3 separate regions of the Mus musculus genome follow, and all the other regions are linked to region 1. The links are chromatin contacts, called in public ChIA-PET maps. All regions are on one chromosome and are shown on one strand. Each heading gives the region's core, a stretch centred on a gene start, on an enhancer-like site or on the middle of the called end of the contact. The rest is flanking DNA. Distances are from core to core; before and after follow the strand shown.

What was found. ChIA-PET counts read pairs in DNA pulled down with a chosen protein or histone mark.
Region 2: an RNA polymerase II ChIA-PET map of effector CD8 T cells shows a contact between it and region 1, with 9 read pairs. The contact joins two enhancer-like sites. A contact is called at or near these places in 1 of 115 datasets of contacts at active chromatin or transcription factors (effector CD8 T cells) and 1 of 9 other capture datasets (adipose tissue).
Region 3: an RNA polymerase II ChIA-PET map of effector CD8 T cells shows a contact between it and region 1, with 14 read pairs. The contact joins the promoter of Mpzl3 here to the enhancer-like site in region 1. A contact is called at or near these places in 2 of 484 Hi-C or Micro-C datasets (memory CD8 T cells and nephron progenitors), 2 of 115 datasets of contacts at active chromatin or transcription factors (effector CD8 T cells and embryonic stem cells) and 2 of 9 other capture datasets (liver and pancreatic islet).

The regions. Positions count from the first base shown.
Region 1 is chr9:44,867,619-44,870,420 of GRCm38.p6, forward strand. The region is part of intron 1 of Kmt2a (lysine (K)-specific methyltransferase 2A); the gene reads right to left. Gm39326 (a long non-coding RNA gene) reads left to right here. Exons shown (of 4, transcript XR_870694.3): 1 at 1-2,802. Among named protein-coding and RNA genes, the nearest start is that of Kmt2a, 12 kb to the right of the region's middle. Within about 2 kb of position 1,368, at least 57 of the 459 cell types and tissues checked have an H3K27ac peak or open chromatin away from gene starts, as enhancers often do. A contact at or near this core is called in effector CD8 T cells, liver and memory CD8 T cells, where this site is marked.
Region 2 is chr9:44,645,140-44,647,941 of GRCm38.p6, forward strand. No RefSeq gene overlaps it. Among named protein-coding and RNA genes, the nearest start is that of BC049987, 26 kb to the right of the region's middle. Within about 2 kb of position 1,457, at least 107 of the 459 cell types and tissues checked have an H3K27ac peak or open chromatin away from gene starts, as enhancers often do. A contact at or near this core is called in effector CD8 T cells, where this site is marked.
Region 3 is chr9:45,053,723-45,056,524 of GRCm38.p6, forward strand. It overlaps Mpzl3 (myelin protein zero-like 3), which reads left to right and starts at 1,459. Exons shown (of 6, transcript NM_001093749.3): 1 at 1,459-1,596. The coding sequence starts at 1,521. It overlaps Mpzl2 (myelin protein zero-like 2), which reads left to right. Exons shown (of 6, transcript NM_007962.4): 6 at 1-321.

The DNA.
Region 1 (2,802 bases), core at 118-2,617:
GTCTTGGGATGTAGTCCTGGCTGGCCTGCTACTCACTAAGCAGCGATTCTCTTGGCTCGCCCTCCCAAGTGCAGGGGCTGCAGGCAGAGCTGCCATGCCTGGCTCTCAAGTGCATGCTTCCACTGTAAGAGTTCAGTTCTCTCCTGGTTTGTTCTCAAGATGCAAAATCAAGTTTCATCTTTCCTTTTAGGACTACGGGCTACTGAATGACCAATAGCAAGTTGGGTATCACTGAGAAAGCCACAACTTCCTTCCCTCTAAAACAAACAGGGCCATCTCACCGCAAAGGCAGTGTGAAGAATAACATGAACATCCCATTTAGGAAAGCAACAAGGCTTCCAAGGTCTCTGTCAGTTCATTATCTTTTAGGACATAATGGTCAAATAATATAGTTGGAGAACTCATGGTCTATTGATAACTATTTCATGTTTGGAAGCTTACTATCAAGTTCTGAGAAGCCCATATTAGATGGCATTAACTACTTTTTAAAGAAAGTCCCTGGTATTTTTTAAAGTGCTCTGATACTGGAGTCTTTCAAGAAGAAGAGAGAATGCAATTGGAATGCACTGTGAATTTCAAAAAAAATTACTGAGGAGGAGGAGGAAGAGGAGGAAGAGGAGGAAGAGGAGGAGGAGGAGGGAGGGAGAGAGAGAGAATATGAACAGACCAACGGGTATGGCATGCCTATGATTCCAGTACTTGGGAGGCAGAAGCAGGTAGATCTCTGTGAATACAAGGCCAGCCTGGTCTCAAAAACAAAAACAAAATCAAGAAGAACAGAGAAAGTAAGAGGGAATTCCACGTTTCTGTCTTCTCCCTTCTGTGAGTGAGGACCAGCATGGTTAGCACTGTAAAACTACACGTGAAGTCTGAGTTTGTTCTCTGTCTCTGATGGCAGCAACCATGCCCCCAGGGAGCGGCCCGCCCTTGGCTCGCAGGATTCCCGCAGTAAACCGGCTTCTAAGAACTGTATGAGCATAGCTGGTTAAAGGGACTTGATGAAACTTAAGAGAATAAACTAAGTAGTAATCTACTTAACAGAAGAAGGCAATGATACTCAATTCCCAGCGCTGAATTAAAAAATTCTAACAGTTTAACACCACAATGGAGGCCTGGCGGCGGGAAGACGCCTGGTGTGAGTATTAATTCTGCCCAGAGTTTTAGTAATCTAGATGAATAATCCCAACTTCACAGCTCTCGGTCTGACTGTACAGGAAATGCTTTCTGTAACCCAACATATCTAAAAAGGTTTCATTCTGAGTGATGCAAACCCTCCACACAGACTCAAAAGCCAAGGGTCAGAGGTTTATATCAGACTCACTCACATGAAGACTGGAAGCGACTTGCAAGCCCTGCCACAACCCTCCACATGCAGGCTTCTGGAGCCACAGAGAGACAGAAACTTACTTCCTGTGTGAGGACCATGTCTACTTACTCCCAGCTCTTTTTGATGTCTAAGATTTGTCTTTCAGCTTCACTTTAAAAAGTTTTTATTCTCCTATAAAACCACTACAAAAAACCATTATTCCATAAAGACATTTCTCTGGAAGCTTACTACAAAAATTAATTATCATCATAAATTGACAATCCAAATCAAATACTTCTTGAGAAGCCAGTGAGGCCCTGGGACCCTTGAGGAATATTAAAATATATAAAACCCGATCCATGTCCTCAAGAAGCTGAGTGAGGCTATATTTATCGATTCACAGGAAGGGGAGGTAGAGAGAGGTCATTTTATACATATGTAGGCAGAACTGTGCTTTTACCTCCGGAGAGGATTATTTTGGTAACCTTTTTCCATCACTATGACAACCATCATTAGCAACAAGTTCTTTCTACACCATTCTCCTATCAGTTTAAACCTATTTTCTCTTATCCCCGTACCAGTGGAGCTAGAGTTTTTGAAGAATTGTAAGTCATCCCTTAACCCTTCACTTGTTCAACCTCTCCTTCCTGACTTCCAATTATAGTATCAGCTTTTGTGTCTCCTCACAACCATCACCAAGGTCTCCTCATCCCTTTAGAGCTAAAGAACCTAGGAATGGAGACAACATCCAAGCAAGGGGATGGCCCGAGCTAAATGCTATCTGTATAAAAGATAATGCCGACTAATCAGAGTACCTCAACACCACTTCAAAACCCCTGCCTTGGGGTGCTTTTAAAGCTAAGTCCTGTATGGGAGGCAGAGGTAGATGGATCCCTGAGTTTGACTGAGGTCAGCCTAATGTGCATAAGTAGTTCTAGTGGTTGCTAGGGCTACATAGCAAGACACTATCTCATATAGTAATTAATAATGATTCATTAACAAGTCCTGTGATGGCTCTTATACTTTCCTCTGCAATACGTGTGTGTATGCACATGTGTATGGGGTGTGCATGCTTGAGCATACAGAGGACTCTCTGCATTACCACCTTGAGACAGGGGTCTCTCACTGGACCTGGAACTCAACATTTCTGACAAGGCTGGCTGGCCAGTGAGCTCCTAGGATCCATGTGTCCCTGTTCAACTCAGGACTGGAGTTCCAGGCACATGCAGCCATGACTGGCTTTACATGGGTGATGGGCATCCCAGCTCACACCCTCATGTGAGCATGCAAAGGGCAAACATTCTTACCCACGGAGCCATCTCCCCAGACAAAGTCAAAATCACCTAGCTGTACACATTCTCCTAGTTTAGTAAAACCTTGCAAAGTGTCCCTAAGAGTTCAATAAATACTCACTGATCCACTTTACACAAAAACTTAGCACTGTAAAACAAGCCATGACTTAGAAATGCACCCAGCCTTGACAGGTAGTCATAAAC
Region 2 (2,802 bases), core at 207-2,706, 220 kb before region 1:
GTCCTAGAGGGACCTTAGCAATGGACCCCAGGGTTACCATTGCTGCCATGAAACACCATGACCAAAGCAACCTGGCGAGAAGAGGGTTTATTCAGCTTACCCTTATACCTCACCATTTATCACCAAAGGAAGTCAGGACAGGAACTCAAGCAGGACAGGATCCTGGAGGCAGAAACTGATGCAGAGGCGATGGAGTGGTGCTGCTTACTGGCTTGCTCCTCCTGGCTTGCTCAGCCTGCTTTCTTATAGAACCAGGAACCAACCAGAATGGGCTAGGCCCTCCCCCATTAATCACTAATTAAGACAATGCCCTACATTGTCATCTAAGCCCAATCTTATGGAGTCATTGTCTCAGCTGAGGCTCCCTCCTCCCTGATGACCCCAGCTTGAAACAAGTTGACATAAAACTAGCCAGCACATAGATCACGTCTTAGTCAAACTTTCTCTCAAGCTTCAGTGGAGTATTCCTCAGCCACGCGACAGGGACAGGCTGCACAATAGGGCAGGAGGCCAGCTGGAGCATCTCCACCCATAAACAGGACAGGCACCGCCCTCAGCTGGCCACATGCAGTCCTTCTGTCTCACAATAGCTTCTGAAGAGAGCTACCATTAGTCCTGCTTTGCAAAAGAGGAAACTAAGACCCCAACAAACCGTAGTGACTGCAATGGACTTATGGAGACCAAATGAGGCCAAACCAGGGCCTATCTCTTAGGCTCTCAGTGAGAGTGGCCTCAGCAATCTCAGTTGAGTGGTCTGGGGACAGGCTTGGCTGGCCCTCGGCATAGGTGTCTGTGTGGCCAGAGTGGCCGATGGCTTGCAGGTGGCACTGATTGAAAGTGAGTAGGAGGTGTGAGGACCACAAAAACTTCACCACAAAAAAGAATTGTCACGGTCGGGACCGGCTGGGCCCTGGCCTACCTTTACATCTCTCTCTTGTGCTGTTTCTCACCACAACAGAAACTGCTTATCTGCAGGTGCGTAGCTATTCTAGGAGAATGAACGGTGTGTGGCTTCCTATTAGTGTTCAGAGGATCAGTCACACCACCGAGGCCTGCGGTCCCACGGCTCTGGCCCCGCCCAGCACCGGAAGCCTGCAGCTCCGCGGGCTGGAAGCTGATGTTTAGGGCCAGCCTGCAGCCACACTGGCCCTTTCCCCTCCTGCCGAATGGGGCCAAACCGCCCAGCCTGATGGGAGATTTTAGTTTTCAAATGGCATTCTAGTTGGCTACATATAGCGGGGCACGGCAGAGCAGGACACGTGGGGCAGTTTAACAGTTTGCTGTCCATAGATATCTTGTCACGGGTCATGACCTTGACCACCTCAGCACCCCAGGACTGGGACAAAGAAGTCATGTCATTGTGGCATCACCAAACATCCAGAGAACCAGGAGCTCCTTGCCTGAGAAGGCCTTGAAGTGCAGGCGGCTGAGACAGGGGCACACCTGACAGGCAAGAGTGAGGAAGGTAGCTGTTCTACACCAGCAGGGGAGCAGCTGCTGGCATGCCTATGTAGACAACACAGCCTTTAAAAAGTATTTCTTTTATTTTTTGAGACTATAATATCACTGTGTCGTTTCTTCCTTTCATCCCTCCAAGCCTTCCCATACACACCCCTTCTTTCTTTATTTCAAATTCATTGCTTCTCTCTCTCTCTCTCTCTCTTTCTCTCTCTCTCTCTCCCTCTCTCTCTGGTTTGGTTTTTTGAGACAAGGTTTCTCTGTATAGCCCTGGCTGTCCTGGAACTCTCTTTGTAGACCAGGCTGGCCTCGAACTCAGAAATCCACCTGCCTCTGCCTCCCGAGTGCTGGGATTAAAGGCGTGCTCCACCAAGCCCGGCTCATTGCCTCTCTTTTGCATAAATTATTGCTCTCTCTCTCTCTCTGTGTGTGTGTGTGTGTGTGTGTGTGTGTACTTAGATACATAAATACAACCTGTTCAGCTTGTAGAATGCTACTTGTCTGTATGTTTTTAGGGCTGAGCACTTTTAACTCTTCCTGTAGCCTCAGCTGGCCACAGATGAGGCAGGCATGAATACGGAACAGCTCCAAATGGGGCTGCGGTGATGGCACAGACCCCAGAGTGCCTGCCTCACAAGCTGCAGGACCTAAGTTTGGATCTCCAGCACCCCGCCGGTGGTGGCAGTGCCGAGGAGGCAGAGGCAGGAGCATCCCTGGGAATTTCTAGTCCGCCAGTGTAGTCAAGTCGGTGAGCTCTGGGATCTGTAGGAATACCTTCCTCAGACACCAAAATGGAGAGCAATTGAGAAAGAGTTTTCACGCTGACTTCTGGCTTCTGATACACGCACTCCTACATGCACAGAAAGAGACAGAGGACAAGACCTTGTCACCTGGCTGGAAATGTTATGGACATATGGGTCCTAATGGGAAGTGGGGCTTGGGGGGAGGGGGTTGTGGTTTTTTCTTTTGTTTTTGTTTATTTGTTTTATGCTTGTTTGTTTGTTTGTTGTTTTTCAAGACAGGGTTTCTCTGTGTAGTCCTCACTTGTCCTAGAACTTACTCTATAGACCAGGCTGACCCCAAACTTAGAGATCAACAAGGACCACTCTGCAGAGGGTGCCATTAAAGATGCCACTCAGCCGCAGACAGGACAGAAATCTGAGAAACAGTGACTTAAATAGGGAGGAAGTGTGTTCATCTCATTTGACAGGAGCCTAGGACATTAGTGGGTTAAAGAGACTGTGCAGCACAAGAGACTAAAGCAGGAGGATGGCCGTGAGTTGGAGCCAACCTGGGACACTTAGTTCTTCACCGGCTTGCGCTATGAGAACTTATCCCAGAAAA
Region 3 (2,802 bases), core at 209-2,708, 190 kb after region 1:
AAAATTTTGATACCTAGTTTTGAAGCTACAAGTTAGAGCTATATTTTCTCTTGTGAATATAACAACTGGATATTTCTTTAAACAGATGGCCTGTGTATATTTCATATTTGTAATGAAGTAGTTAAAAACTCACAGAGAATGTCTCCAGGGAACTTGCAGCTTGTGTCTTGTTTGAATACTCATGGGATATCAGGTTCTTGTTCAGTGTCTCCTTCCTAAGAGTACTTTTGTACTGTAACTTATTTTTTATTATGCATGAATCACTGTGTAAATAAACCCTTAGTAATAAAGAACTATGATTTTTATTATTTGCTTACAAACAAATCTGCAAAATTCACAACAGCAGTTAATGGAAAACAAGGGAAGATGTTTAACTTTGCTCAAGTTTTCTTGGTAGATAGTAGAGTTAGACACGCAGAGCAATCATTAATTGATGAAATTAATTTCTAGTAGTTTTATATTTCTATAGGCTTCACATATTGCTTTGGAGGACTGGGAAATGGGCAAAATGATAGCACACATTTGGAAGACTCATTTCTTGGACCTAACCCTAATCTGAGTCTTACGACTGAAGTCCAGGTTGTCCTTAGTTCTTCTGCCCCAGTCTTGCAGATCTTGGATTTACAGGCTTTTGCCATCCTACCTGACTTAGTTTGGGAACTTTAGAAACAAGGATATTTGTTTTTCTACTCTTGATTCTTCTCATAGAAAAAACTACCGGCTTCCAAGTCTAGTAAAGTATGCCAATGGAAAATGTCAGCTATGAAATATTTCCAAAAGCTGAGGCTTTTTATTCCCTTTTACTTTCATTAACCATGGCGGGTCCAGGAGAATTGAGTGATTACACCAGTAAAGCGGGGTCCTTTCCACCCTTTCTTTCAGAGCATGTTAGACTGTCTCATTCCACGTCAAGTACCGTGATAATGATATCCTTACTTTTAAAATGCAAAGATACACAAACCCAAGTTCCTCCTCTCCTTTAATACACACTGTAATGATTTCATCATCACTGTCACTGCAGTAATTTAATAAACATCCAATTCTGAATGATGTAATGGCTACATTAAAAGGTACACAAATGACGACGCTTGCACGTATTTACCAAAGGACCCAAAAAAGATATATTTATTCTGATCTTGGATGGTCGCCTACGTTTTCCTGAACTTCAAATGTATGAGAATCTTTTGTGAGGGTTCAACTTAGATATTCTAGAGAGATAACTTCTGGATTACAGTCGGAGGATCGAGCCTGGTTCCCTGGAATTCCATAAAAATAGAACTGTTTTTTCAGTCTGTAGCCAATCTGAAGCAGAAGAGCGCAATCAGATCCTCCTGAGAGTCAAAGAACCGCTGATGAGGGTAACCGGGTACGATTCTAGTAACAATCCTTGTCCCTGATTGAGGTTGGGTCCGGGACGGCTCTTTCAAAGGTGACTCCCGACATGACGTCACTTCCGGCACCACCTGCATGGTCCCCGGGAGGCGTAAAGAGGGTGTGTAAGTATCGGAAGAGCTGTCGGGATGCAGCTGGCAAGAGGAACAGTAGGAGGCCGTGGCTGCGCTCTCTTTCCACTGCTGAGCATCCTAGTCGTCCAGGGTGAGTGCGCCAGCTGGCTGGACTCCACTTCCGGCAGGGGGCGGGGGGGTCAGGAAAGATGGTCGCTTTTCCGGTTCCGGGTTGGGGGGTCTCAGAAAAGCCCCCGCTCGGCTTCTGCGAAGGAAGGAAGGAAGGAAGGGAAGGAGGGGGTGTGGGATGGTTTTCTTTCCCGGCTAGCACCTCCCACTGCGGAGAGTTGGTTCCCCTCAGCTCTCAGAGCCCGACCACCTTGTGAGACTTGACACCGCCTTGATGATGCCTTGACGAAACCACAGCGAGCACAGGCTTGGCGGACACTCACTGCTCTTGTGAGATTCTCTGTGCTTGTCTGCCAGGGTTCTGAGTTGCTGTTACACCCTGGTCGGAAACCGGGCAATTCGTGTTCCAGTTATTTTGAGAGACACAATCAGGGCTAGGGAAAAAAAGGAAAAAAAAAAAAAAAAAGAAAAGAAAGGAAGAAAGAAGAAGAAGAGGAAAAAAGGAAAATCATGACTTAGTGATTTTATTTCAGGGGCTTTTAAATAAAACATTTTAGACAAGAGTTATAGTGTGATTTTTCTTATAGCAGGCATATTGCTGAAGAAAAGGCACCTTAGGACTTTCTAAACATTCTGAAGTATAAGAAAAGTCATAGCCATTCTTCTGAAACTTGAATCTTTTAACTATTGTCAGTACAGTGTTGCCATAATGACACTATTGTAAGGTTTGGATAATTTTACTTTCATGCTATTCCAATTTCTAAATTTCAATCCAAACTAATTAGCTTCATTTTGAAATGCGAATATTCTCTTGATTAGTGTGTGTGTGTGTGTGTGTGTGTCTTCCTAAGAAATGGAATACTGGTATAGCTAGCATTAGAATGAATTGTTGTATTGTAGCATTTCTCTGAAAATAATGGACATTTCTGAAAGGGGTCTTTAATATTGTGTAAGTATTAGGTGGCTGAGTCTCATCAGGTAAGATGAGGAGGTTTTTGTTTATCTGGTGACTAATCTGCATGTTGCCAGCACACTCCCTGATCCCTCCCAGCTACCTATGTCATCATAAATGTCCAGTTTTCCCTCTGAGTTCTTTTTACAACAGAGCCAGGCCTACTGTCACCTCATATAAACTCATATATATATATATATATGCATACATACACACACACACAGCAGGGCTGTGGAGGGAGAAATGTCCACATATTGTCCCAATGAGAAAAAAAAA